5 separate regions of the Mus musculus genome follow, and regions 2, 3, 4 and 5 are each linked to region 1. The links are chromatin contacts, called in public ChIA-PET, HiChIP or PLAC-seq and promoter capture Hi-C maps. All regions are on one chromosome and are shown on one strand. The core of a region is the stretch at or near the end of the contact, and the rest is flanking DNA. Distances in the headings are between cores, read along the strand shown.

The links. Promoter capture Hi-C pulls out the DNA fragments that hold promoters and counts their contacts. ChIA-PET counts read pairs in DNA pulled down with a chosen protein or histone mark. HiChIP or PLAC-seq counts read pairs in DNA pulled down with a chosen protein or histone mark.
Region 2: an H3K27ac HiChIP or PLAC-seq map of large pre-B cells shows a contact between it and region 1, with 2.0 times the contacts expected there. The contact joins the enhancer-like site here to the promoter of Rtn4 in region 1. A contact is called at or near these places in 2 of 39 promoter capture datasets (the C10 cell line and hippocampal neurons), 1 of 15 datasets of contacts at CTCF or cohesin (pro-B cells) and 4 of 115 datasets of contacts at active chromatin or transcription factors (bone marrow-derived macrophages, craniofacial prominence and large pre-B cells).
Region 3: a promoter capture Hi-C map of 3T3-L1-derived adipocytes shows a contact between it and region 1, with 4 times the contacts expected there. The contact joins the enhancer-like site here to the promoter of Rtn4 in region 1. A contact is called at or near these places in 9 of 39 promoter capture datasets (the 3T3-L1 cell line, 3T3-L1-derived adipocytes, the C10 cell line and 4 more), 1 of 15 datasets of contacts at CTCF or cohesin (pro-B cells), 5 of 115 datasets of contacts at active chromatin or transcription factors (the 230-238 cell line, astrocytes, bone marrow-derived macrophages and 1 more) and 1 of 9 other capture datasets (liver).
Region 4: an RNA polymerase II ChIA-PET map of memory CD8 T cells shows a contact between it and region 1, with 21 read pairs. The contact joins the enhancer-like site here to the promoter of Rtn4 in region 1. A contact is called at or near these places in 6 of 39 promoter capture datasets (3T3-L1-derived adipocytes, the C10 cell line, the HPC-7 cell line and 2 more), 1 of 484 Hi-C or Micro-C datasets (the HPC-7 cell line) and 1 of 115 datasets of contacts at active chromatin or transcription factors (memory CD8 T cells).
Region 5: a contact with region 1 is called in a promoter capture Hi-C map of pre-B cells. The contact joins the enhancer-like site here to the promoter of Rtn4 in region 1. A contact is called at or near these places in 4 of 39 promoter capture datasets (the C10 cell line, the HPC-7 cell line, HPC-7-derived erythroid cells and 1 more), 1 of 15 datasets of contacts at CTCF or cohesin (large pre-B cells), 8 of 484 Hi-C or Micro-C datasets (CD4 T cells, CD8 T cells, the HPC-7 cell line and 5 more), 12 of 115 datasets of contacts at active chromatin or transcription factors (the 230-238 cell line, DN3 thymocytes, the SCID.adh cell line and 8 more) and 1 of 9 other capture datasets (liver).

The regions. Positions count from the first base shown.
Region 1 is chr11:29,690,142-29,695,829 of GRCm38.p6, forward strand. It overlaps Rtn4 (reticulon 4), which reads left to right and starts at 2,757. Exons shown (of 9, transcript NM_194054.3): 1 at 2,757-3,552. The coding sequence starts at 3,048.
Region 2 is chr11:30,054,846-30,060,299 of GRCm38.p6, forward strand. No RefSeq gene overlaps it. Among named protein-coding and RNA genes, the nearest start is that of Eml6, 32 kb to the left of the region's middle. Within about 2 kb of position 2,651, at least 6 of the 459 cell types and tissues checked have an H3K27ac peak or open chromatin away from gene starts, as enhancers often do.
Region 3 is chr11:29,215,215-29,220,945 of GRCm38.p6, forward strand. Ppp4r3b (protein phosphatase 4 regulatory subunit 3B) reads left to right here. Exons shown (of 16, transcript NM_134034.3): 16 at 3,242-5,583. The coding sequence ends at 3,337. It also overlaps a transcript of Cfap36 not described here. Among named protein-coding and RNA genes, the nearest start is that of Cfap36, 29 kb to the right of the region's middle. Within about 2 kb of position 4,052, at least 8 of the 459 cell types and tissues checked have an H3K27ac peak or open chromatin away from gene starts, as enhancers often do.
Region 4 is chr11:30,125,729-30,131,148 of GRCm38.p6, forward strand. Sptbn1 (spectrin beta, non-erythrocytic 1) reads right to left here. Exons shown (of 35, transcript NM_175836.2): 17 at 3,842-3,932. Among named protein-coding and RNA genes, the nearest start is that of Sptbn1, 91 kb to the right of the region's middle. Within about 2 kb of position 1,308, at least 13 of the 459 cell types and tissues checked have an H3K27ac peak or open chromatin away from gene starts, as enhancers often do. A contact at or near this core is called in memory CD8 T cells, where this site is marked.
Region 5 is chr11:30,190,666-30,196,454 of GRCm38.p6, forward strand. The region is part of intron 1 of Sptbn1 (spectrin beta, non-erythrocytic 1); the gene reads right to left. Among named protein-coding and RNA genes, the nearest start is that of Sptbn1, 26 kb to the right of the region's middle. Within about 2 kb of position 4,281, at least 10 of the 459 cell types and tissues checked have an H3K27ac peak or open chromatin away from gene starts, as enhancers often do. A contact at or near this core is called in the SCID.adh cell line and pre-B cells, where this site is marked.

The sequences.
Region 1 (5,688 bases), core at 1,507-4,006:
AGGTCCAACACTAATTATAAACATGACTGAAGAAATTGATCTCATTTCTGTTTTTACTCTTAGTAGTGAATGAATGTACTTTGAACCAAGACATTTATTAACCAGGATTACAAAGCTACATTTCATAAAATTCTATATATACAGAACCTAAAACCAGGGAAGTGTTAGGGAAAATCATGCAGGAAGCTGTTACAACTTCCACTTAAGCCAAAAATTATGTTTCAGTGTTTTGTTTTGTTTTGTTCCAGTACAAAGAATGCATGTAACTCAGCAGTGCACTTGAAAAAAGACAAGTCCTTTTCAGTAGGTGAAAGAGCTATGGCAGAAAGCTCTTGAAACAGGTTTTATGTTGGAACCCATCTTTCATATTCCAATATATATGCATATATATATATATCCATCTCTGGCCCTTTAACTTTTTCAAAGGGCATACATGATAGAAGGCAAATGTAGCCTGTTCCACATATGAGTTTAGGTAGTGATTAAGTGTTTTGCAATAGTATTAATACCATAGCACTGGAACTGCCTATTCTTCTGAGTAGTGACCCTTCCTTTACCTGAAAATGTATAGACAAACTTTGCACCTGCTTTGTTTGGTGCTGGTATAGAGTACATACCTAATGCATTGTATAAACCAATAAAGCATAAAATGCAAACACAGAATGGATACTAGTTCAAGAAACTTTTGCTATGTAATGAATCACCTAAAAAGGCAGTGGTTTAAAACAACAGTGACACATTATTTTTCATGATTGTATATTGGCTCTAGGATGAAGTCGCATTTTTTGAGAGAATATCACTATGGCTGGGATAGTTAGGTGTCTCTTTCAATGTCTCTTTTCTTCCAGAATGAATAGGACCAGAATGTGTATGAATGCTATGCGGTGTATATGTGGGACACCACGCAGGTGCCTGGCTCCTGAGGAAGTCATAGAGGGCTTCATATTTGCTGGAACTGGAGTTATGGAGAGTTGGAAATCACCATGTAGGTCCTTAGACTCAAACTTGGGCTGTTTATTTACTGCAAGAGCAGTAAGTTCTCTTAACTAGCCATCTTTCTAGCCCCATTACATTTTAAAAGTTTTTTTTAAAAAAAGATGTGTGTGAGTGTGTATGCTGTGATTATGAGCTGCTTGGATGCTGGGAACAGAACTCAGGTCTTGTTAAAGCCATTTCTCCAGCAACCCTCACCAACATCCACCCCACCCAATTCTTTCTTAAAACTTAAACTAAATCTAGGGTGATATTACTTTGTTGGGACTACAAATTTGCTTAAAAACCAACAAAATCCATGGCAATCAAATATCTTAGTTATTAGAACATGCATTTAAAAGTTTCTACAAGCTGCTTCAAAAAGAATACAAGTGAACTTGATAATATAGTGTACTCATCCCACTATATCCAAAATACTATCAATGCCAACATAAAACCAATGTGAAACAGAAATTATAACATTTCTTATAAATTCTGGGAATGTAGTGTGTATTTTATTCACAGAACACACTTCATTTCAGTGCTCAGGAGCTAAAAGCAGCCAGTTGCTTCAGTACTAGACAGTGCACATGTAGACTGAACAATTGGAATGCAGGCAATCCTCTCTCCAGAGTAGGCATGCAGCCAGTATTTTTGAAAAGTGTATAAGAAAGATAAAGGGACTCTGCAAACCTTGAAGCAAAGTTTTCTATGTTCTACCGTTTTCTTTCTTTCTTTCTTTCTTTCTTTCTTTCTTTCTTTCTTTCTTTCTTTCTTTCTTTTGATTTTTTGAAACAGGGTTTCTCTGTGTAGCTTTGGCTGTCCTAGAATTCACTTTGTAGACCAGGCTGGTCTCGAACTCAGAAATCCACCTGCCTCTGCATCCCAAGTGCTGGGATTAAAGGCATGTGCCACCACACCTGGCTACCGTTTTCTTTAAAGTGTAGCTTTGGGGGGGTGGGGGTGGGGGGGACCGCACATCAGGAGACATGCCATTCCAGCATATCAAACCAGTGAGTGTAGGGCTTCCCGACTCCTAGGAAGCCTGAATCATCCGGGATGTTGACTCATCAGCCTGAGGTGAGTGAAAAATAGTGAACCAATTTTGCCTTCCAAGGCATCTATTTCAACGTTCCTTCCCCCTTCTCCCTTTCTGGTGACTCATTCTCCGTGCACTTTTAGAGTCCAGCAGAATGCAAGGCCGAAAGCATTCTAAACAGTGAGCCCAGAGCTCCGGGTAATCTAGCACAGCTGTTTTGCCTACCTCATTCCAGGCCTGCAGTCTAGAAAGGGAGGGAACTTGAAAGTGTCAAATAAATGTTTTGTTTTTCTTTCTCCTTTTGAGGTGGTGGTAGTTATGCGTTGGGACCATGTCTGAAAATAAGTCTTTTATCTAAAAAAATCCGTAAGACCTAATTCAGTCTTGTTAGTACCTTTCTCCACTTTTTTTTTTTTTTTTCCCTTTTCGGGGAGGAAACTTTCCACTCCTAGGTCCCCAGGATAACGCCCTTCCACAGGCTTCTTGGAAAACTCTCCAAATCCTGGGACCGCAGCCCGCCCCCTTTTGGTAGACTAAAATCCCGCTGTAGGCAAGGCCAAGTCCCCGCCCCATTCCCCAACTACACTAGGTGGGGGTGGATCCCAGCTCCAAACCCCGCCCTCCGAACGCCACCAAGGAAGTATGGCAGGCTCCGCCTGCACCCTATTTCTATTGGACAACCCCGTGATCCATCTTCTCTATCCCGCAGCCTATTGGCTCTCTGTCCCCCGCGCCAGCCAGCCCTCCCCTGCCGGGAAGGTGAGTCACGCCAAACTGGGCGGAGAGTCTGCCCTCCTCTCTCAGTTGCTCATCTGGGCGGCGGCGGCTGCTGCAACTGAGGACAGGGCGGGTGGCGCATCTCGAGCGCGGAGGCAGGAGGAGAAGTCTTATTGTTCCTGGAGCTGTCGCCTTTGCGGGTTCCTCGGCTTGGTTCGGCCAGCCCGGCCTCTGCCAGTCCTGCCCAACCCCCACAACCGCCCGCGGCTCTGAGGAGAAGTGGCCCGCGGCGGCAGTAGCTGCAGCATCATCGCCGACCATGGAAGACATAGACCAGTCGTCGCTGGTCTCCTCGTCCGCGGATAGCCCGCCCCGGCCCCCGCCCGCTTTCAAGTACCAGTTCGTGACGGAGCCCGAGGACGAGGAGGACGAGGAAGACGAGGAGGAGGAGGAGGACGACGAGGACCTGGAGGAATTGGAGGTGCTGGAGAGGAAGCCCGCAGCCGGGCTGTCCGCGGCTCCGGTGCCCCCCGCCGCCGCACCGCTGCTGGACTTCAGCAGCGACTCGGTGCCCCCCGCGCCCCGCGGGCCGCTGCCGGCCGCGCCCCCCACCGCCCCTGAGAGGCAGCCGTCCTGGGAACGCAGCCCCGCGGCGTCCGCGCCATCCCTGCCGCCCGCTGCCGCAGTCCTGCCCTCCAAGCTCCCGGAGGACGACGAGCCTCCAGCGCGGCCTCCGGCGCCAGCCGGCGCGAGCCCCCTAGCGGAGCCCGCCGCGCCCCCTTCCACGCCGGCCGCGCCCAAGCGCAGGGGCTCGGGCTCAGTGGGTGAGTGCTGCTGCGCGTTACGCCCCTCCCTCTTTTGTGTCTTGGCCCGGGGGAGGAGGGGACGGGCAGGGCTGCTCGGGACCCTAGGGCTTTGTCTACGAGTGGCAGGGTGATGGCGCCCCCGCTGGCGGGAGGCGGGCAGAAGGGTGGGGCGGCCTCGGAAGCCTGGGTGCCTTCATTGTTTGTCGGGGTTTCGGGGAGCACGTGCACCGCTGCCAAGTCGCTGGTTCCCATTCCAGCACGAAGTTCTCGCCTATCAGCAGCTAGGAGTGTGTTGAAGAACTAGGATGGTGGATTCCTTGGGCTGGGCTGGGCTGGGCTGGGCTGGGCTGGGCTGGGCTGGGCTTGGAGGTGGGAATGGGAAGGCTGTGGTGCCCTAATCCCTTTATTTAAAGGATGGGCGTTTGTCGACCACTCTACAGTTTTTTTATTTTTTAGGGCCTGCCTTCCTTCCTGCCGGGCGTCGGGGGATCCCCTTGCACTAATCCCCTGTTTCTTTCTCCCTTTATTGGTGGGGAACTGGCCGAGCTGCTAACGTCTATACAGTAACCCAACTGCGGTGAAGGGGGAGCGAGCGCCTCCAGTGGCGTGGTTCCAGGAGAAAAGGGAAGGAGAGACTTTTGGTGAAGTTCTGCCACCGCCCAGTTCATTTGTGTTTAATGTGGTGATTCCTACACCAGCCTGAGAAACGAGATCTGGGCATTTTGTTCCGATGGGGCATAGTTATCCAGGGCCTCAGTTGTGCTGTAAAAGAAATTGCCAAATTTAATGGCATCTCTTAGCCTTTAAATGCATCGAGATTGACTTGTAGAGAAAAGGCAAAATGGTTGACCTTAAAAAGGGGCAAACCTGTGGATTCCTGGTCAGGAATTAGTTGAACTTGTGGTAGATTTATCCTGAGACATAATGAAATGTTTTAGGGCAAATGTTCCTATATTAGTTAGAAGTTTTTATAAGTATATGATTTACATTGACAAAATGCATTGAATATTGTTTTATTGCCCTTTTTATTTTGGAAAGGGAAAAAAATCAAATTTTGTAAAGAACGAGAATGCATCTTAAGTAGTTTATTACTTTGGGACAAAGTGTCTTGCTAGCAAAAAGCCTTTTTTTTCTTTTTGTAAAGTAAGGTAAAAAATTAAATGGTATAACTGCCTGCTGGGAAATTTTCACAACATTCCAGATCTAGGAGGTTTTATTTTTTTAGAGAAATAATATCACCCCAGAGCTTGCAGTATCTTTTTTATTACAATTAACTCTCTTATAATGGGGATAATGAATCAATAGAAGTGATCCTGGGTAACAATTCATTATGGGCACACCAAAGGCACTATTCAAAAACAACTCCTACAGTAAAGAATTTAGATGAAGACTGCCTTGTCTTTTCATTTTTATTTTCCTTTCCTTTTTTTTGAGGGAAACTAAAGTAGAAAAAAATAAAGTATTAAAATTTTAAACTGGAAACAATGATTGGCCAAACTATACTTTTCATTTTTTCTACTTTCATAGAAACAAGATAAATAGTTTTGTCCTTTGAATATGGAGGGGACTCAGGCAGCATCAGCATTTTCTTGAAATACTGACAAATTTTAGAAGATTTAGAAATACTAACAAAGTTTAGAAGACAAAAGAGGAATGTTGTCTACCCAGGAATTTTGTACTCATTGTGTTTTTTGGAAGCTTTATTCCCTTTATTGAACACAACAACAGTGAGTTGTGGTTGTTGATATTTAACTCATCGCAATACATTAGATTTCTTAATGCACTGAAGAGTTTGGCTATTGGCTGGTCCCTATTATTGGTTATCTAGGACACTTTACAAAGTTCTGGGCTTCCAAGGTGTGGCAGTAAGCAAGACTCATGCTCTCCTCATGGGGATAATACACAAAATAAGCACACAAAAAAGTACTAAAAATGATGGTGTTATGAAACGATAACAGCTTGAAGGGATGAGAATAACTGAAACATGTGTACCCTTTTTTTTTCTTCTTAAAGATCTATTTATTTTATGTATATGAGTACACTGTAGCTGTCTTCAGACACATCAGAAGAGGGCATCAGATCCCATTGCAGATGGTTGTGAGCCACCATGTGGTTGCTGGGAATTGAACTCAGGATCTCTGGAAAAGCAGTCAG
Region 2 (5,454 bases), core at 1,401-3,900, 360 kb after region 1:
TGTCCGCATCCTTAACAAGTAAGGCTACTGCAGCAACAGCCTTTAAACATGTGGGCCATCCGCTGACCACTGGGTCCAGCTTCTTAGACAAATATGTCACGGGCCTCTTCCACAACCCTAAAGCCTGAGTAAGAACTCCTCTGGCCACCCCTGCCCTCTCATCAACATAGAGGATGAAGGGTTTGGTTAGATCTGGCAATGCCAAGGCTGGCACAGTCAACAGGGCCTCCTTAATATTTTCAAAGGCTCTCTGATGTTCTGATGTCCATCTGAATTCTCCACTTTCCTTGGTCAGGGGGTTCAAGGGGGCAGCCAGTGTTGCAAACCCAGGTATCCAAAGTCTGCAGATCCCAGCGGTGCCCAAGAATTCTCTCACCTGGCTTGGAGTAGCCAGTGCTGGTATTTGAGTCACAGTCCTTTTTCTAGCCTCTGTCAGCCACTGTTTCCCATCCTGGAGGGTATATCCCAGGTAGAGTACTTCCATCTAACATAGCTGAGCCTTTTTAGTGGAGGCTCGGTAACCCAACTCACCCAGTTCTGCTAGCAATCTCTCCGTCCCCTGTCGGCACTTTCTCTCCGAGGTTGCAGCAAGGAGCAAATCATCAACATATTGAAGCAGAGTTATCTGGGAGTTTTCAGCTCGGAAGGAGGCTAAATCTCGATGTAGAGCCTCATCAAAAAGTCTGGGGGAGTTCTTGAACCCCTGGGTTAACCGCGTCCAGGTCAATTGTCCCGTTTGTTCAGTGTCGGGATCTCTCCACTCAAAGGCGAATATGGGCTGACTGGAGGGATGTAACTTCAAGCAAAAGAAAGCATCTTTTAAATCAAGTACTGTGTACCACTTTCACTCCAGGGAGAGTGAGCTGAGGAGGTTATAGGGATTAGGAACAGTTGGGTGAATATCTTAGACCCTCTTTTTGACCTCTTTCAGGTCTTGGACTGGTCGATAGTCACTCGTGCCAGGTTTCTTTACCGGCAGTAGAGGAGTATTCCAGGGCAACTGGCAAGATACCAAAATACCTAGTTGTAATAGTCTTTGAATATGTGGCTTGATTCCATCTCTTGCCTCACAGCTCATTGGGTATTGTCGCACCCCTATAGGGGTTACATCCGTCTTCAGTCCTACAACCACAGGGGGAACTCTGACAGCCATTCCCATGCTTCCAGTCTCTGCCCATACTCTAGGGAAAGCAGTCAACCAATCTTTTAGGTCTGGCACCTCCGTTTGCTTTATGCCTTCATGCAATCGGTATTCTTCCTCAAGCTGCAGGGCTAAGACTATGTAGGTGGGGGATTCCCAACCTACTCTCGGCCCTTTTTGGGTAAATCTGATCTGGGCCTTTAGTTTAGTCAAAAGGTCTCTTTTTAGAAGCGGTGTGGGACACTCGGGGATGACCAAAAAAGAATGACTCACTTGCCCTTTCCCCAGATCTACGGTGCGCGCAGTGGTCCAGGGGTATTATTTCTGACCAGTGACTCCAATTACTATGGTTCTTTTATTTTTTATTTTTCCCAATGAATGTTTCAACACAGAATGTTCTGCCCTAGTATCAACTAAAAAGTCCATAGGGGTCCCCTCCACAATCAGGGTTACCCTAGGCTCGGGGAGGGGGCCCAAGCCCCATCTCCCCTAATCATCATCTTCTAGAGCCTTCCCTTCTTCTTTGGGCATTCCCATGCCCAATGTCCTTTTTCCTTGCAATAGGCATTTTGGTCCTTCTCTAAAGTCCTCTAGACGGGTCTTCTTCCTTCAGGTCTAGGTTTCCTGTTGCCCAGGTACCCTGTATGTCTATTCTCATGCCTGTTCCTTCCTTCATGCTCCCCTACTACTGCAGCCAATATCATGCTTAAGTTCCTCTCCTGTCTTCTATCCCTTTTATTCTCCCTCTCTTCTTTGAGCTTTTTCCTCTCTTTGTTCTTTTCCTCCATCTCTCTCTTTCAATACACTTTTTCTGCTTCCTTGACTAAATATTGTAAAGCCATGGCATGTAATCCTTCTAGCCTCTGTAACTTTCTCTTAATATCTGATGCTGATTGCCCTATAAAAGCCATAGCCACCACAGCTGTTGACCCTCAGAGGTTGGGTCAAAAGGAGTATAGCATCTATAAGCTTCCATCAATCTTTCCAGAAAAACAGATAGGGGCTTGGTAGGGCCCTGCATCACCTCTCTTACCTTAGCCAAATTGGTGGGGCGTCTTGCTGCTCCCTTTAGACCTGTGACCAGAACCCATTGGTAAACTGCCAACCTCTCCCTACCTTGAGCTGTGTTGTAGTTCCAATCTGGCCGGTCCAGAGGGAACCCAGCATTAATCTCATTAGGTAGGTTGGTTGGGACTCCATTCACTCCAGGAACATTTTTCCAAGTCTCCAGGAGAATGCACTCTTTTTCTTCAATGGTAAAGAGAACCTGGAGGAGCTGCTGACAATCATCCCATGTGGGTTGATGAGAAAACATAAGAGACCCCACCAGCCCTGTCAGGCTAGCCGGATTCTCAGAAAAGGAGGCATGGTTAGCTTTCCAATTGTACAGCACAGCCGATGAAAATGGCCAATGTTGTAGGGTCTGCAGAGATTGCAGGTGAGTCGCCCACAGCTCGCAAAGGAAAAGCAGAAGTGGAGTAAGGAGCTCCACCTGCTGGGGGACTCTGGGCTCATCAGATTTAGGTCCCAGCCGCTAGTCCTCTGGCTGCATCGCCAGTGGTTCCAGGGCCGAGTGCAGGGATCTGCAGAGGAGCGGGGCCCAGTGGGGGTAGAAGATAGGGTGGAGGGGGAAGAGATTCTGGCCACTCAGGAGGCCCCTCAATATCAGGATAGATCTTGTGGGGAGCTGTGGGTTGAAGAGGAGGCTTCATTTTGGGAGGAACCTTTGGTTTTGCTTTTGTTTCATGAAGAGTCAGAGCTCAGGAGCCTGACCTACGCTGGGGAATCCATGGTTTGATCCATGATGGTGGATTCTGGACGAGGTCCTGCCAGACAGTAATGTAAGACTATTGATCCGGGTGGGACCCAGGTCTGAAAAACAATGGCTTTAACTTCAAAGATAAGAGTCAAATCAAAAGTCCCTTCCGGTGGCCATCCTACATCAAATGCCAGCCACTCAGAGGTGCAAAAAGTCTACCAAGGTCTTTTCTTAATTTTTACTGAAAGATTATGGGCCCTTTACCTAACTTCAGTCCAGTGGTCTAAAGTCAAACTTAGGGGGGTCGTTACAGTCTGTCCCATCATCCAAACCACGGGAAACATGAAACAGACAGAAAACACACACACACACACACACACACACACACACACTCTGACAAATGCCTGTCTTCTAATGGACAGACAAAACCAACTTAGAAATGCAAAAGGTCAGGGAAGTGCGTAAATCCCCCAATCTAGGAAGACTACCGACTGTTCACTCCCAGCCCCAGACAAACTCCTGGAGTCCTTCCCCCTCGCTCCAGGGTGTCCCCCAGAGCAACAGCCCGTGACTCCAGTGTGTCTGCTGTTCACACTCCATGTCTCACCTCGAAGCATAGGTCTCTGTTTCCCATGAAACATCACAGCTGCAAATTTCAGCAACGAACCTCGCCGGCTCACAGAAATATTTTTAGACAAGAAATCTCACCTCCAAGTGGGTCTTCAGAGACTTGGGTGGTCGCACCAATCCTGGACGAGCCCCCAATGAAAGACCCCTGAAGGGAGACCCTCACTCAAGTCTCAGGATAATAGCAGACCCCCTAGAAACTCACGAGAGACCAAGTTTGGGGCAAACCACACGAGGCTTTATTCGGGGAAAGCCAGAGCTCTGGGGATGACTTGTATCCCATGCATGGGTACAGGAATTGACCCCGAGGGGAAAGAGGTTCCAGTTTTTATAGGCCCTCAGGGGGTCAAGGAGAAGGAGGGAGTAGAAGATTTCCATATCTAAACAATGTCTATTCTAAAGTGATTTCTCAAGAAATGGGTATGGGAAGGGTATAAGGAAAGAGTCTGGTGCAGGTGCAGCAACTCTGGATTGGCCCCGGCTGTGGTTGCTGGGGAGATTTTCCGACTCTTCCCCAGCAACCAATATCACAAACACAGTGGGCTTCATCAGTGGGCAAACACATGGGTTCAAGGAACGGTCAGAACATTGGCAGACACATGGGTTCAAGGAGCAGCCAGAGCATTGTGCACCTCTATTTTTCTAAATTAGTGAAGCTAGTTCTGCTAACAGTGAAATCTATTTTGCCAATTTCAGGGCTTCTGTGACCTTTTACATTCTGTCAGGATCTTTCAAATACAGGAAAACTGGTCAAAGTGCCTGGGAAGAGAGATTACCTTTTAGATAGCCCAAGACATCATTTAGCTACCCTATTTCAAAAGAGGACCAATTATGTTGGGATAATATTTGTGTGCACTGTATAAAAATTGTCTTTGTCTTATTCACATGCTGATTTCTGTGCTGGCAGAGAGATAAGGGAGGAATGGACTTTAATATTGTTACTCATATGACTACATGATTGTAATGGCAATTCCTGGTTGTCAACTTGACTATATATGGAATGAACTACAATCCAGAATTGGAGGGCTCACCTATGATCCAGATCTTAAGGCTGGAAGACACAAGTTTCTGACCTGGATCTTGGCATGGAGATCTCGATGCATAGTGGCCATGAAAAGCTTAGGCGCAGGCAAGGTAGTACATGCCATTAATCCCAGGAGAATAAGACAAGGAGATCTCTGAGTTGAAGGTCAGCCTGGGGCAAAGCAAGTCCCAGATCCAGCATGGTGGTACACACCTTTATCTGTGGCATACCTTCTGCTGGAGACCTACACAAGGACATTGTGTCTCCTTCACCTGCTTGTATTTACTCACCAGCACATATGTTGGAACTGTAGAATCCAAAATAAATTCAAGACCACCTAGCCCCTTCCCCCTCTGAAGTGACTTTCAGAAACATAGCAGTTAAAATGACTAAGTCTGCAGCTGCCTAAACAAAATGAGCTGTTCTCAGAAAATAACCATAACAAGATAGCAGTTCCCAAAGAAATTCCCCCTACCCTGCCCCACACTGAATTCTGAGAAAAACCACAAACCACCCTGACCTTGCTAGAAATCCCTGTGATGTTAATAGCTGTGATATTAATAGCTGACCCATAAGTTCAAAATGTACTGCTGCTTTGCTGACCAATCATAATAACCCACCATAAGGGCAGGTAAAGTGAGTCACTAGGCCAAAGGTAGTCAACTTATGCAAACCAACCAATGCCTGAAAAGGTTACTTGCTACACCAATGAGAATAAGCCAGCTAGCCCTGTTGCCTAAATCTTCCCCTTACAAGGTATAAAAAAGTGTGTTCTTCCTTTGTTCGGGGTCTCTCCTCTGGCCTGCGTGTTGAGAGGGGGTTCCCCAACATATTCGATCAATAAAAATCCTCTTGCAGTTTGCAGCAATGTTGGTCTCTGTGAGTGAGGATCTTTTGACAGAA
Region 3 (5,731 bases), core at 2,802-5,301, 470 kb before region 1:
GGCTGGATAGATGGCTCAGTGGTTAAGAGCACTAACTGCTTTTCCAAAGGTCCTGAGTTCAAATCCCAGCAACCACATGGTGGCTCACAACCAACCGTAACAAGATCTGACTCCCTCTTCTGGAGTGTCAGAAGATAGCTACAGTGTACTTACATATAATAAATAAATCTTTAAAAAATAAACAACCCACAAAATGGGGCCCTGCTTTGCAAACCCTCTAACAAGTGGGGTCGAGAGCATATGAAGGATGTTACCAGTAACATCAAACCCCAAAGGACATGCACAGACATTTCTCCAAAGAAACAAAATATTATAGCCTAAATAAGCACATAATAAAATGTTTGACATCATTACTCAAACAAACACAAAACCATAGCAAAGAGCTGAAGAGATGGTTCCATGGTGAAGCACTTGCTGTGAAAGCATGAAGATCTAAGTTCAGAGCCCAGGAACCCACATAAGGGGCTGTGTCTGTTATCACAGCACTCATACTGAAGATGGGAGGAGCCATGAGAATCCCCACAAGTTTGCAAGCCACAGTCTCTGACTTAAAACAAGCTAGAATGTGAGGACCAACACTCAAAAGTTGTCCTCTGTTCTCCTTACCCAACACTGAACATGACCCATGGCAGACATGCTCATACTCATACACAAAAGATTTTTTAAATAACACAGTAAGAACAGTTCACACCTACTAGAGTGGCTATAATATTTTTAATAAATGTTGTCTAGGATACAGAGAAATTACAATCCATGTTCATTGCTTATGGGGAATTAATATGAAATAGCATTTTTTAGAACACACCAATTAGACCCAATTCCCATTCCCTTCCAAGACTGAACACATTAACTATATGACACAGCAGGCAGTTTCATTCCTATGTATACACTCAGGAAAACTGAAACAAGCTGTGCATGGCCAGCATTCTGAAGGCTGAGATCAGATTGTAAGTTCAAGACCGGCATGGCTTACACATCAATCCTGTCTCAGAGAAACATTGAAAACATATATTGACTCAAAAAGTAGTATGTGATTGTTGAGCATTATTCATAATGGCAAAAGATGGAACCACACAAATGTCCGCCAACTTGTGAATTGGGCAAATAATGTTAGTAGCAGGAAAGGAGTGAAAGAGTGGTGTGTGTTATGACGTAGATTAGCAGTCCACAGTGTGTGTTACATGAACTGATAAGAAATAGCTCCTTCAGTAGTGGAGGGGAGTGGACAGCAAGTAGATCAGTGCTTGCCTGTACCCTAGAAAGGGGGAGTTATGGGGAAAGGCAGGGAAATATGGGGCAAGAAATGTTAGGGACTTTTCTGGGAAGGAAGATGAAGATGTTACAGAATTAGGAGGGATAACATATAATGTTGTGGGGCTGGAGAGATGGCTCAGTGGTTAAGAGCACTGACTGTTCTTCCAGAGGTCCTGAGTTCAATTCCCTGTAATGGGATCCGATGCCCTGTCTAGTGTGTCTGAAGAGAGCCACAATGTATTCACATACATAAAATTTATTCACATACATAAAATTTTTAAAACATTCAGTTTGTGTGTGTGTGTGCGCACACTATGTTGTGACACTAGGAACACTGAATTGTACACTGCAGAGGGTAACTTAACTGTGTATTTAAAGTAATGACTTGATTTAGACAGAGCAGTTTATGCTTCATTCCTCCCCACTCACCTCTAGGACCCCACCTACTCCCACCAGCATCCTCCCTTGGCCTCACCATGGTGTTAATCTTATAGCATAACTAGTCTGTTATATCGGGGAAGTATATAGGCTTTGTGTTCTGAGGGAAGACGTGGGGTCATAGGGGAGCAGTAGCTGTTCAGTTTCAACTCTTACTCTTTGCTTTGCCTTAAATTCCAGCCTTTTTCTCTTTTGAAATTCATATCATTCATCATTTCATGATGACAGAGGAATGAGAATTTCCTGGCAATGGAGAGTCCCAATGGTTGTCTTGTTTTGCCAGCTTCTTTTCCTCTTTTCCTCTTTTTAAATACTATTTTGATGTATTTACTGTCTGTTATGTTCTGGATAAATCAGTCTCATTCACATTTCTTTATCCACTAGCATATATTCCATTCTTGCTCTCTTCCAGTTTTCATCTTTATTTTTCTTCTCATTTTCCTTATAGATCTGTATCTTTTCAATTTACTTTCATTTTTGATAATTTAAGGAGACAGTAAATGTATTATCAGACTTCAAACTGCTTCAGTCACTGCAGATTCTTCTATACAGAACATAACAGCTTTGAAAACTGAAATCAGACAATGGACTCAGTACGTCCTAACACTTAAGCCTATTTCTGATTTCAACTTAACATGTATGATTTAGCAAACAAGAATTAGGAATTTTCCAAATATATCCCTTCTTTAGTTCATACACTGGTAACTGCTTATAGATGCTCAGTCCATTTCTGACAGATTACAGTGTTTTGCTTATTCTTTCATTGTTATTCCAGGTATTTGTTTACATATGGAGCCACTCAGGTATAAAGGACAAGTTACTGAGATTGTATTTGTTTAGCTATTTGTGGTACAAAAGGTTTGAAGTAAACCTTTTTGTAGGGCACTCATAAGCTTCATAGAATTGGTTCAACATGAGTCAGTCCTGAGGATACCTACCTTTTTTTTAGAGTTCCAAAGCTTTCCTAGGATTTCAAAAGGGGAGTGTGTTACTCATAAAAGGCCAAACCCTGAATTACCTCATCCTTATATTTAAGTACTAGCTTTTACAAACCATTTCTTGTTTTTATTATCTATCTTCAGCCATTTAAATTATTCTTTAAACATAGAATGAAAAAAATAGTGTATACTTTATAATGAAATAAATTCATATAAAAACTAGAGATTTCTCAGTTGATGTGAGAGAAATGAAATAGTTCTTGTTAGACATTGTCCATCTTCCAGGTGGTGTAGGTCCTACTGTTTGAAGTTGAAGGGGGTGGGTGGAGTCTTTTTCCTAGTGACTTTTTGTTAAATTGAATTCTGAAGTTTCATTAAAAACCCAAGAAACAATAGAAGAGCTGAGGGTGAGACTGCCAGCAGAAGCACTCAGTAAATGGATTATAATTTAAGTAATTACATTCTAAAATTCAATATCCTGTCTTAATCTCAGATATGCTATTTAGAAAAATGGCTTCAAATATCTTAGTGATGATATTTGTACCATGCTGTTTTCATGATAATCTGTTTTTATTTTCCTTTATATAATAATGTTTTTCATTTTTCAATAGGGAAATTTGGTTGGCTTGGTAGACTATCCAGATGATGAAGAGGAAGATGAGGAAGAAGAATCATCCCCTAGGAAAAGACCTCGCCTGGGCTCCTAGAATCCTTGCTGGGGGATTCCCACCACATGGTCTTACTAACTGCTGCAGCTGCTCACGCACGGAGCTTGAGTCTGAATGGGAAAGCTTTCATATGGAACTTAACACACGGAGTAGCAGAGACTCTTGGTTGCCAGGTAGGAAAGTGTAGTTGTGTAAGAACCGGGCTTCCCAAAAACTTAATTCCTAGTAATTAAAGGGTTTGCCTTTTGGGCTGTCCAAAAAAGAAGAATGATAATTAGATCCTGGGTGAAAGCTTCCCAACAAGGAAAGGCTCATATTTGGGGTAAGAAGGGTTAATTGTTCCCAGAGTCCAACCTAGAGGAAATTGTGAGACTTCAGTACCCAATAACATTGCTTGTATAATGGTGCTGGCCACGTTGTTTTAATCAGTTGCCTTTTTTTAAAAGACATTTTTTATGTAAAGCAAATTGAACTGTCATCAGAAATGAAGTTACATTGTTGGGACCATTTCTTTAAAGATTTCACAGAAGTTAGCCTTTGGCATTTGACAGGACATACACCCTAGGTAACAAACAGCACATACCAATTTCTCTACACCAAGAACTTCTAATACATTGAAAAAAAGAAAAAAGAAAGCTGGGTTCCAAATGGATAGTATTCTTAAAGAACTAAAGTCAGCATTTTTAGAGGTAACAGCAGCCAAGAAATGCAGCAGCAATGTTCTGAAATGCTCCTCTTCCACCAACCTGGGAGTGGCTAGAACAGGGGGTTTCCACTATGGTCACTTTCTGCTTTCTCAGTAAAGTTAGGTCTGGGTGTTCTAAGAGCTGCTGGTAAATATATAAAGACCAACAAAGAATGGTGCTGAGTTAAGTGGCACTTAATATCTGCAGGTCATTCTAGCCTAGAGGCTACTTAAATATCACAGTCATATGCAGCCTAGGAAGCTCTTCCACAGACAAGAGGGTGATGTGAAAGCTGCTTTTTTAAGAGATTTAAAAAGCACATTCCATGTATGTAAATGAACTTAAAATAATTGAAGCAAGCTGTTAAGAGCTTTTATTTTTTAGAACAAGTTAACTGTAAATATTTTAATGTTAGTTTGCTCATCTATGATCTAAGATCATTGCTGAGATGAGAAAAATGACCCCAAACTACAATTTAATGCATTGAGAAAAAAAAAGATCTAAAAATAGTAATTCTAGCTCCAGTCTTTTAGATCAGCTCTATAATATGTTATGGGTCCATTTTTCCTGGAATAGCTTAAAAGCAGTTTCCTGTGTTGGAAATTTTGGAGTTAATTTTAATTTTGGCTATTGTTTGGAAAAGATGGGCTGTCCGTGTAGATACGAAGTATAGTTTTTCCATAAAACAGATGTTTATTTTGTATTAAAAATACCACTGTACTTGTTTTACACCATTTGTATACATGTGGTGATATTACTGCTAAACTGTAAAATTCAGGAATTAAAATGTGACCCTATAATTCCATGATTGAGGCTTCTGTTTGTTTTATTGTAAAATAAGTGAATAAGTGAACTATTTTTGAGATATGTCCAGTTTACATTGTCTTTTAAAGGCTGATAAAATCCATAAAGATATGTTATAAGCCACTAGGTCAGAAAGTCTTAAATGCAAGACTCAACCATTCTTTAAATATCACTTACAAGAGGTAAACCTTGAGCAAACCTAACAGCATAAAGCCATTCTCACCTCTAAACAAAGGTGCACATACATCATGCATTCATCTTGTATCACAAGTGAACTGGGATTCTTTCAGCCAATATCAGTAAGTTACTGTATGAGTAGGCATTCTTTCAAACAAGTTTTATGAAGCCTCTACCATCTTAGTGCTTAGAATCTAAGCAGCCCTGATCTATAAACTGTTCTGTTAACTCTTTTGTTATGTTAACTAAAGTACTGTACCATATAAAGACTTCCTTTAATTTTCCTTTCTGAGGAACTTCAAACTTTTAAGACATTATTATGGGAAGTGTTTCTTACAATGGAAATATGAATGTTTTCTTAAAGTCCAAGGGCAACAGTTGTGTAATGCATATGCTCACCCACATGATGAAAGGATCCTTGGAAGGCACAACTAGGAAGATTCCACAGTAGCTGCTGTCCTGAATGACGACCCTCATGCAGGCTGGGGTGCTTACAGCATTATCTCCACTCAGCTAGTTCAAGTCAGAGCACACATTTGTATGCCTTAGGTCCTAAAAATATCTGTAAACATGTACCTAATAAAAAACTATTTTTAATAAAAAGTTATGTGAAACAGATTCACGTGTTTTAATCACTAGTTTTTCTGCAGGTGGAAGGTTTTACATTTTACATTCAAACAGATTAGATGAAATTTTAGTAAAATCCCAGTTGAGGCCAGCAAGATCACTAAGTGGGTAAAGGAGCTTGCTGCTAAGCCTGATTTGA
Region 4 (5,420 bases), core at 58-2,557, 430 kb after region 1:
TCCACTCAAACTAAGAACACTTCACAGAACTGGACTCCGAGACCAACCATATATACTAGAAAGCCACACAAAGCTTGCCAGCTGCTGACAGACTAAAATAAATTATAAGAGGCTTGGAATGGGAGTTGGCCAAACCAAGCTCTGACCTCTTTCAGGCTTTTATCCCAAGTCAGACCCTGCTTGGTCCTGCTTGCCTATAAGTGCCCAGGCCAGAGATATACAATGGAGTCCTTCAGGGACCATCTACCGCCACTTGGGTGGGTGAAAGTGAGATTACTTTTAAAGCAGTCACTACTCCCTGTGAGTCTGCACCTGAATATCTCCATGGTTTCATGTCTCAAAGTCTACAATGGCACAGGAGACCAAAGACGCCTTTACGGTATCCGTGTTTCTGAAGCCTTTCATTAATACCCTGGTACTGCTGGGAAAGGCTTCTCCATATATTTGCTTCAACAGCAGTGGGTCTGTTCTTTATAAAATGTCAAGGAGGGCAAAGCGGGTCACAAGAGAACTGCTGACTTTGAGAATGGACAAAAACTCTAAGTACTAGCTCCATCTTTCATGAAGGAGAACTGTCGGGAGCAAAGGTCAAAGCAAATCTTTTGTAATGGAAGACCACTGATTGGTCAAACAACAGTAAAGATAGCACGTTTTCAACTAAAAAAGAATTTAACTATTTCCCAGCAATCTAAATGGCTACAATGTGACATACGAAGGACGTTTGTCCAATCTAAAAAAAAAAAAGAGAGAGATGAAGAAAACCAAATGATAAAAATCCCTCTGTGTAGCACAGAGAGAGGTCTCCTACAATAGAGGATATTTGTTGACCGAAAGTGCCAGGGACATACACATATTTTCACTATTCATAACACACAAGTAGGATTTTGTTTTTAAAAGGAGAAAGCACTACATAAAAATTACACTTATAAACCAATGTGCTCTTTGTTGAACATATCATCCTACAGATATCATGCAGACCAGCACAATGCTGTAGAGCTATGGAACTAGCTAGTATTCTGGTCCTCTGTCACCATTCTGGAACTAGAGCTAAGTGATTATTTCAGGCATTCACAAAGGTCATGTCAGAATATACTCATTCTCTGCAAAAAAACCCAAAAAAACCAAAAATCACTGTGCAGATGGAAAAAAGAAAAAGAAAAAGAAAGAGAAAGAGAAAAAGAAAAAGAAAAAAAAAAAAGCTTTAATCACTGAGCAAGGCTCAGTACAAAACTCAGTCCTGTGCCAAACAAGTCTGTACTGACTTCCTGGGGAAAGAGAACAAAAACCACCAACCAACCAAACCAATTCACCTTCAAAAGTCAGAAGTACACTCTAAGAGAATAAACCAGCCAGCCACAACTTTCAGATCATCTATACTCCACCAAAACCACGCTGTGAAAATTAAGATGTTCCCTACATAGGTATTTGAGGTGAGCAAGTGGGTCCCTGTTTTAACTGTATCAAGTACAATGGCTGCCCTCAGTCCTTATGGGGGCAATAAAGGCAGATCTTAAAATTCTTGCTTCCATTAGCCAAGGCACCCAGGAGAAAAGGAGTATGTATGTGTGTGTGTGTGTGTATGTGGGGGGGGGGGGGGTATTGAGGAGGCAACAAACCTGTGGATTCTCTAGACCTTGAACACAAACAGCTAGTAACAGTAACTTCTGCCTACTAGGTAAATAACTACCATCATAAAACATAGTCAAATGTAAGGCTGGTCTATATGACCTCCACTCCCAAAATACTCTGGCCTACTATATTTAAACGAGGCAGAATGATGGGTGTTTGCAGTGCAGGAATGGGACACTTCTTTTGGTCAATATACTTGTATGTCTATAAAGTGTCTGGAAACCAGCAAACCTAAGTTTTGTCACATGCTGACTATAAGCTGTGTGGGACATCAAACATTCTCAGCAGTCACTGTGGCTGTGCAAACTTTAAGGAATCCCACAGAGCAACAGCAAAACAAGAGACGTAGGATGAGGGGGACTTGGCACAGTATTCATGTAGAAAGCTACATATCTTTCCTCAGACTTAGCCTGGGCTTTAACATGGTTCTGTCAATCAATTTCATTATATTAACTTGTCCTTTAAAAGTGGAAGCAAGACTAGGGCAGTGGCTAATATCTGTAACTTAATTTTCATAACAGAAGTAGGTTCCAGGCTGGTTTAAACTACAGTATGACACTGTCTCACATACATACACACATACATACATACATACCCCAAAAAAGCAGGTATAACATAATCCATTAATTCTCTGGCTGAAGGAACACAGTCTCAGGTGATGTCTGTTTCATGGCAAACATCAGGGTGATACAAGGAAAGCCAGTGTGTGGCGGGTGCTTCTCTCCTGCACACACTGGCTCCCTGCAAAGCACACTTGCTGTGTGTGTCTTGAGTGAGTATCCTCTCTAATTGGCTATCTGTGTCCCCCTGACACTCAGAAGAAGCTTTTTGTCTAACATGGTGCGTAGGGCTGCCAGAGCATATTATAAGGTTCACGGTCTCTTTACTAGGCACGAATGCCTTTTGTTGCAAAAGATCTAACATGTCTGTTGTACTTCTTTGAACATATAGCTGGATGTCCATATACAAGGTGTTTGTAATGGGTTAAGACTATATTCTGTCCTGGTCCCTGGCCCTCGGGTCCCTACACTTTCTTGTGGATGTTCCTTATCCCATTTTGGGGTCTAAGGGAATTTATTCTATAAACTAGAGAGGAACGAATTCCACTGTAGTTCTCTGGCAGATGGAGAAATATGATGTGTTTATGAATTTACATATATGGAGTTTGCTACATGTTTCTTCCTAGCTGGCTTTCAGAAGAGACTACATTTTCTTGGTTAACTTTAGTTTTCAAAGTTTCTTTCTGGATTTATTGGGGGTTGAGGGAATCATGAGATTAATAGTGCATGTTAAAAGATGGTCTTTGAGATGCAGAGTACTGCTTGGCATAAACTTTCTTTTTAAGGTCTTAATGAAAAAGAAATCTGGAATATAGCTTAAAATTTTCTGTTTTTCTAAAAAGATTTATCTACTTTTTTTCTCTTTTTCCTTCTCACTTCAGCCCCACTTGCTCTGGCTCTCACTTGCTCTGGCTTCTCACTTCAGCCCCACTTGCTCTGGCTCTCACTTGCTCTGGCCTCATTCTACATGGTTGTGAGCCACCATGTGGTTGAACTCAGGACCTCTGGAAGAGCAGTCAGTGCTCTTAACTGCTGAGCCGTCTCACTAGCCTAACATTTATCTACTTTTATTATATGTTTATAGGTGTTTTCTCTACATATACAGCCGTGTAACATGTGTTCGCAGTGCATGCAGAAGTCAACGAAGGGGTCAGATTCCCTGGAACTGGAATTTCAGGAAATTGTCAGTCTAACTGAACCCGAATCCTTTGGAAGAGCAAGCCAGTGTTCTTAACCACCAAGCATCTCTCTAGCCCCTATATCTCTGGTTTTTAACATATAGAGAGAGTTTCAGTATTTAGTAAGTTGTTTCCGTCCATGGTGTTTAAATGTACCGTTTTTCCAAAGAGTTAAAACATGGCAGCTGTTTTCGAGAAGTATGCTCTGAATTTTAACTTAAAAAGAAATGGCCACATGCAGCTAATTTAAATATAGCCCTACTCTACAATGTATCCTAAAATGTAGATGAATGGATAATCTAAACTGCTGGTGATATGTATGGCTCCTCCAGGAGACTGACAGGAACACGGCGCCCTAACCCATAACCACAGACCCCTAATGGATTTCTGGCTTCCCTGGTTTCACGGTTCAATTGCCTTTCTCCAGTGCTGGCTGCTGTGGGACGCCGCAGAGGAAGCTGAAGGGGAACTTACCTCTTGACAATCTTGCAGGAACTTCTGTAGATCACGGTTGTCCTTTAACCTCATCAGAAGTTCACTGGCTGCTTCTCGATTCTTCCTGTGTCTGTCAAAAGAATTAAATAATTTAAAAATAATTAGGTGTAGAATTTACAGGCTGATTTCTTCCCTGGGTTTCTGTGTGTGCTGGGAAGTGTTCGCTTACAGCTCATAAGTATTTGATATAGGCAAGATGGAGAACTTTTAGCATCCTGCAAATGGGTAAAGCCACAGGAGGTGCACAGGAGACCCAGGTAATGACAGTCACTGCATACATTTAAATGCATCTCATTCTAGAAGAGAAGATCTGAGTGTGCACAAGGCCCTGCTACTGACAATGTGAAAGAATTCAAAACTTACTTCTCTAGAAACTCATACAAGGTTAAAAAATACACATAATACATAACTCTTGGGCCAGAGAAGTGGCCTATTGGTTAATAGTACTAAAATAAATAGAGAATAAAAATAAATCATGCAGTTATCTTTTTTTTTTTTAAAGACCAGGCTGGCCTTGAACTCACAAAGGCCTGTCTCTGTCTTCTGAGTGCTAGAATTAAAAGTATGCATTACCTCACCCAGCTTGACTATCCTTAAAAAATATTTTCTGAAAAGTTCTTATCTTGGGAAGTCATCACACCAAATACCACAAGTGCAAAAGTTCAGACCTATGGGGTCACATGCTTATTCAGTTCTACTCTTGATAGGGCAGCTAAGGTTTTAAGTAAAATCCCCAAACCTTAAAACAAAGAACAAACAAACAAAACCCAAACCAAAACCATAACTCCAAAACCTGTGAGATTTGGAACTAGCCCTGGTGAACAGCATGAGAAGGCAGGTGCTTAGTTTGAACCCTAACTTGCTGGCAAATATCTTTCTTGTGCCTTCAAGTCTCCAGAAACTGGACCAGCAGAGTAAATGCCAGCAAAGGGCCACTGATGCAATGAGAGCTGTTGCTCAGTGGTAAAGATCAACAAGTATGCACAAATACAAGTCCTAACGCTGCTGGTAGCCCTTGCAAGAAAAGTCTGGCTCACTGAGGGTGTGAAGTGGAGGGCTAAAGTAGCCAATAGGGTTAAAGCATAGAGGCAGGAGGTATAGCTCAGCTGGTGGACTACTTGCCTACCTAGCACCACAAGACACTCCATTTACTCCTTAGCAACACACACAATGGCAAGGTGGTGCATCACTACTACTGAGCTGGAGGCAGGAAGTCAGAAATTCAAGGCTACCCTCAGCTAACTGAGTTTGAGGCTCACAGGAAGAGCTGGGTCTTCACTGCGATTCTCAAAGAAATTCTTTGTTGTATGAGCCTGGGGGACAGGAATGTTCTCCATTCCTGCAAGCAGTACAAGTAAGCAAGAAAAATCTCAGGAGACACAAAAGTGCTGGGTGACGCTTGGAGAAACTTTTATCAGAAGAAAGACACCCTCATTGCATGCTGACAACGCAATTCACAGTAGTCCCTGGCATTGCAGCTCTCATCTACCGAGGGGCCTGAAGAAAACGCTCCCAATTCCAGGGCTATAAGAATATCACGAACAGTTGGGCAGTGGTG
Region 5 (5,789 bases), core at 3,031-5,530, 500 kb after region 1:
AATTTTTACTTTTTCATAGCTGGATCTTAGTTATAAAGTTGTTGGGGAGATGAGAGGGGAGTATCAGAATCTGAAAACTCCTGGCTTTTTCACTGTCTGGGCTGCTAATCTATGCAAGTAGAATTCTAGCACAGCAGACTTAAGGCTGGGAAGATACCCTTACCTGTCTGTAGAGCTGTTGTTAACCATACCAGTTTCCACCACAGACAGTTAAACATCTAAACCCCTGAAGTCAGAACAACACGGGATTCTTACAGTCTGTGTGCACATTTAAGCTTTCTTTAAAGGAAACTTGACCAGGACAGCCAGAACTACACAGAGAAACCCTGTCTCAAAAAAGAAAAATCAAAAACAATAAATAAATACATACATAGGAGACTTGAAAGAGTTTCCAACACCACCCTGGTAAAGTCAACCCTGGACGTTCCTTTGAGAGGGAGCAAAGGCCAGATTTTCAGGTAGATCAGTGCAGGGTGTAGTCAGGCTCCACCCACCACATTTCCAAGCAGCAGAAATTTTTGTTCTTTAGGTTAAACCTAATAGGTTATTTATTAGGCATATAGAGGTGAAGTGTTGAGCTGAACCATTCTCAGGGCTTATATATACACTATTTCCCTCTTTAACTCAATGGAAGAACGGGGTAACTGACCGCATGAGGCACAGGCTCACAATTGTTACGTGGCTTCCTTAGTTATAGCAGGATAGAGCCCACTCCTGGCTGGCCAAATGCCTTTTTCTTTAGTATACAACTTTATTCTAAATACATATTCCTCCAAGTTTTCGCTTCTCCATAAGAAATCAGATTTTTATGCCTGTCCCTGTATGGAAGCAACTTGAGGAATGTACAGAGACTACCTGGAAAGCTAGTTAAAAATACTTATTGTTGGGCTATACCAGAGTCCCAGATTCACATAACTTAAGAAGGTAGTTTCTGTTTCTAGCATGTTCTCAAGATGGGTTGGTACTACTGATTTAGAGTCCCCATCTTAATAGTTTCAATTTGAAAATCTCTTAATGAAACATAACCCATACTCTTAACAAATATTCAGCGGCTTCTCAGCGTGAGATGGGCAGGTCTGATAGATAGAACCCAGTCTGATCTTTGGGCTCCTAGATGGAGGAAATAGAAGAAAAACAAATGAGTAAATATTAAAGCTACAACAAAGAGCAATGTGTGAAAACCACAGCAGAATGGTCAGGCGCTTGCTATCAGTTTACATTTTAGGGAGGGAAACCAAATGGGGGTTTTGACTTTCATCTCCCTAGGAAAAGACACATCTGAGCTGAACTTCTGAATAATTCCTGGCTCATGAAGCAATTCCCAATCCAGAAAACCAAGTAGAGGCTGAGAATGATGAAAAACTCCTAAGATTCTGCAGAACAGTTTCCTTCCTCGGGTCTGACTGCCAGAAGGAGGCAGGGCTTTTTAGAAAGCCACTGCAACACTCGGACCTTCCGAGGCATAAGATGTGTCAGAAAGCAGAAGCCTCCTCTCTTTGCTACATAACTGACATGTAGGAGGCCTCTTAGTAGTCTTCTTAAACATTTTGTTTAAGGACTGAAGAGGTCTGGTATTCCTTTGGCTGCCTAAACTGAAATCTGAGCAGCTCTCAGCACATACTAATTGCCCACACTCTGCCCATACATTGAAGTAGTTACTACAGGAGGGTTGTCAAATTTGGACTTAGAAAAGCCTGGATTTAGATCAGTCATATTGACTTTATAAAGACACATATGTCTTTATAAAAAGCAAGTGACTATCTGCCCCACAGAATTACTGGTACTGAGGAAATGCACATTTATTTGGAATTTACTAAATACTATCTTTCATGCTGAGTACTTTAAGAAAAATCTATTAAGCCAGATGACATACATTAAGGTTAAGTGCTATGAAAATAATTATAATTAGCACATCATTAAAAAAACAGGGTTGAGTCACAAAGTTATCAGGACTTAATCCTGAGATGAAACTGGGGAAAGGTTTGATTTGCTTTGATGATTTGCCCCATAAAGTTGTCTGAGGAACATAACAAAAACAAAACAATACAGCGCATTTCATAAAATCCCTCAAATGTCCTCATATATAATCCTACCCCTAACCTTCCTACGAAAAATGGAGGAAGAAGAGGAGGAGGAAGAGGCCATTTGCTGCTGGAGATAGCGTGCAGCTTTAGTAGAGGATTAGAGTTTGGGTCCCAGCACTCCCATGGCTCTTAATAACTAAGTTTTATTTCCGGGACTCTAACATCATCTCTCTAGCTTCCATAGGCATTCCATACACATGCAGGAAAAACACTCATATACTGAAGATAAAAATAATGTTGGTCTAGAAAGTTGGGTCAGAGGTCAAGAGCACTTGCTGCTCTTGTAGAGGACCCAGGTTTAGCTCCTACCTGAGCCCACATGGCTCACAACCATCTCCATGTACACAGTCCCAGGGGATCTGACACCCTCTTCTGAAGTCTGAGGACACAAGGCACAACATGCTATGCATACATACATGCAGGTAAAACATCCATACACAAAATAAATTTAAAAATTATGTCATCAAGTCTGTTCACATTGTAATGGGAAATACTGAACATTTGTCTTTAAGACCTTAAGTATAGACTTAGACATTTTCTTTCTCTAAGGCTATTGAAATGAGGTAAAGCATATATTTTAAGTCACACCACAAACCAAAAGTTTACTAAAAACTTAATAAATGTTTTTCTGTGACAGAGTGATAGTGGCCCTCGCCTTTAATCCCAGCACTCAGAAGATAGAGGCAGGCAGAACTCTTTGAGTTCTAGGCCAGGTTAGGCTAGAGAAAGTTCCAGAATAGCCAGGGATATGCAGAGAAACCTTGTCTTGAAAAGATAAAGATATAAGGGTTCTTTATGAATCATGGGTATAAAATCAGCACTCATCTTTCTCCAAGACCTAAGAAATTAAAATAGCCAAGGATGGTGGTGGGCACCTATAATCCCAACATTTTGAAAAGAACAAGGAATTTAAGGCCAGACTCAATTACATAGTGTGTTTGGATTATATGAGTCCCTGTCTCAAAAATGGTGGTTCAGTAGTAGAAAAGGGTGACAGGGAATTAAGAGCTGGTAAGATAGCTCAATGTATAAAGGAACTTACTGAGCAAGACTAGTGAACTTTTAGTTCAATGCTCAGGACCCATAGAAAGTTTGAAGGTGGTATCCAACTCCACAGAGCTGTCCTCTAACCTCCATACACGTCACATACATATACAGTATAAGTAAGTAAATTATTAATTTTTATAGTTAAGAGGCTGGAAAGACAGCCTAATGGTTACAGTGCTTGCTACTCTTTCAGAGGACTGGAGACCGCTCCCAGCTATCACACTGGGTGGGTGACAAAAATCTGTAACCTCTAGGACATATGATGCTTTCTTCCCACTTCCAAGGGAAAACACAAAACACACACACACACACACACACACACACACACACACACACACACACACACACGTAATTAGAAAGCACCTCAGCATGTAATGAGCAGGGAAATGAACTCCTGTGGCCCGAAATTCAGTATTCTAGGGCAAACTCATCCAGCCAGAAGCTGCAGAAAGCGCTTCTCCAGAATGGTGCTAACCATAGAGTAAGGTGCAAAGAAGATTTAAAAAAACAAAACAAACAAACAAAACCTGTTTTGATGCTTTCCCTCTGGATTCTGCCTCTGCTATCTCACTGCTACAGCCAATCAGTGCTCTGGGCTGAGAGGAAGGGAAGCGGAAGAAGGCAGGCTAGAGATGAGGGACTGACTACCTGTCTACAGGTTTGACTGCAGTGAAGGAGTTGGAAGAGGAAGACCACACAGTATAGGGCCATTTGCACAAGTCCTGAATGCCAAGCTCAAGAGCGTATACTTTTTCATATACAATAAGCATGCATAAGAGAACACAGTGGGAGACTAACAAGGCAGAGGATTCTCCCACAAGGACTAAGCAGGCAGATGTACAACTACAGGGAAGGTATTGTGAACTTCTGTAATCACAGTTTTCTAAGCAGGAAGCTGAAACCAGTTGTTTCAACTTTCTTCGCTTATCTTAAAGTAAAAAAAGCAACAACAGAAAATGAATCCAACTTTATAAGACAGGGGTTGACCTGAATAATTTAATTTGACAGGTGGAAAAATGAAAGAAAGCTATGTACTGGTGGCTAAAGTCAGAGTTCAGAGATTGAAGACCCTGACCTCTCTTATTATGAACTTAGGAGTGATTAAAACAAGCTAACCAAAACCAGTATCTCTCAGTTCCTTAAGCCAATGAGATTCCCCCACCCCCACCCCGCCACTTACTCACTGGCCCATAAATCTCTACACACTATGTTATCTAAACAGACCAGGTTTCTCTTAATATCAGGTTTTGCTCAGCTGCTAGAAAAGCAAACTCCAACCAACTGCATCCAGCAACAAATATAGTAACATACTTCCATGAAATGAAAGCCCTTCCCAGACATATATACCAAGTATATAAATTCATAAGGGGGGCATTAAAAAAAAATCAACAAAACATCCCATACACTAGGTGACAAGAGCTAAGAAAGATTATTCCCCAGGCCTTCGAGCATGTATAAAATTATACCAGTACATAGAATTTATGTTATCAAAAATAACATTTACAAGAACTACAAGGATCAGAACAGCACACCAAGGATCAGGAGCTGAGAAAGGTTTTTATATAAACTCTCAGCTGGGCGTTGTGGCACAGGCTTTTAATCCCAGCACTTGGGAGGCAGAGGCAGGTGGATTTCTGAGTTTAAGGCCAGCCTGGTCTACAGAGTGAGTTCCAGGACAGCCAGGACTACCCAGGGAAACCCTGTCTCGAAAAAACAAACAAACAAACAAACAAAACCCCCAAACTCTCATCCTGTTTAAACCCCAATCTGTTTTTCTTCTCACTAGGACACTGTTGGAAGTTAGTGACCCTAATGTGACCCATCCTATTTGAAAGTTAATTCACCCTTTCTCAGTTCTTCAACACAGGTGGTTTTCTGTTATAGAAACACCAACAGTAAACTTATGCAACTCAAAACCACAGTATTTAAAAAGTCATCTGGAGCTAGAGCAAGTGACCGAGCTTACTTCTAAAAATTTGGTATATTTACTACACAACTTAATCCCCACCATTTTTAAAAGATAGTTCCTTGAGGAAAAAGAACATGAACTAAAATAGAGGGCATTCGTGTGATTTTTAAAAACCATTTCCTTGTCCAAAGAGGACAGTTAAGACATTTCCTGTGTATAAGCTCCACCCCAAGCAGTGAGCAACTTACAACTACACTTAAACCTTTTAGAATAACCCTTTTGTTATGGGTGGGTCAAACAGTGCGTTCCACACACATCCTCTTTATACTTTCTCTTACACAGGGTTTCTCTGTGTAGCCCTGGCTATCCTGGAACTCACTCTGGAGACCAGGCTGGCCTCAAACTCAGAAGTCCGCCTGCCTCTGCTTCCCAAGGGCTGGGATTAAAGGCGTGTCCCATCACTGCCAGGCTCTTTTTATACTTTCTACTGTTTGATTGTTTTTACTGACACTACACAGCATGGACAGGCTTGAAACAGTTTTCTGACTGAATCCTGTAAGTGCTTCTTCTCCTTAGAGAGCCCAGGCCAAGGAGAAAGGGGGCATTCTGAGTTCTTTTGATTCTACAAGTGTAGGGCTCCTCAAAGACCTAGAATATATGTTTTCTATTTCACTACTTGCAAGCTCACTCACCTAAATTTTCAAGAAAGCAAATTCCACTTTCAATGACTCAGAGATGCAACTAAAGAC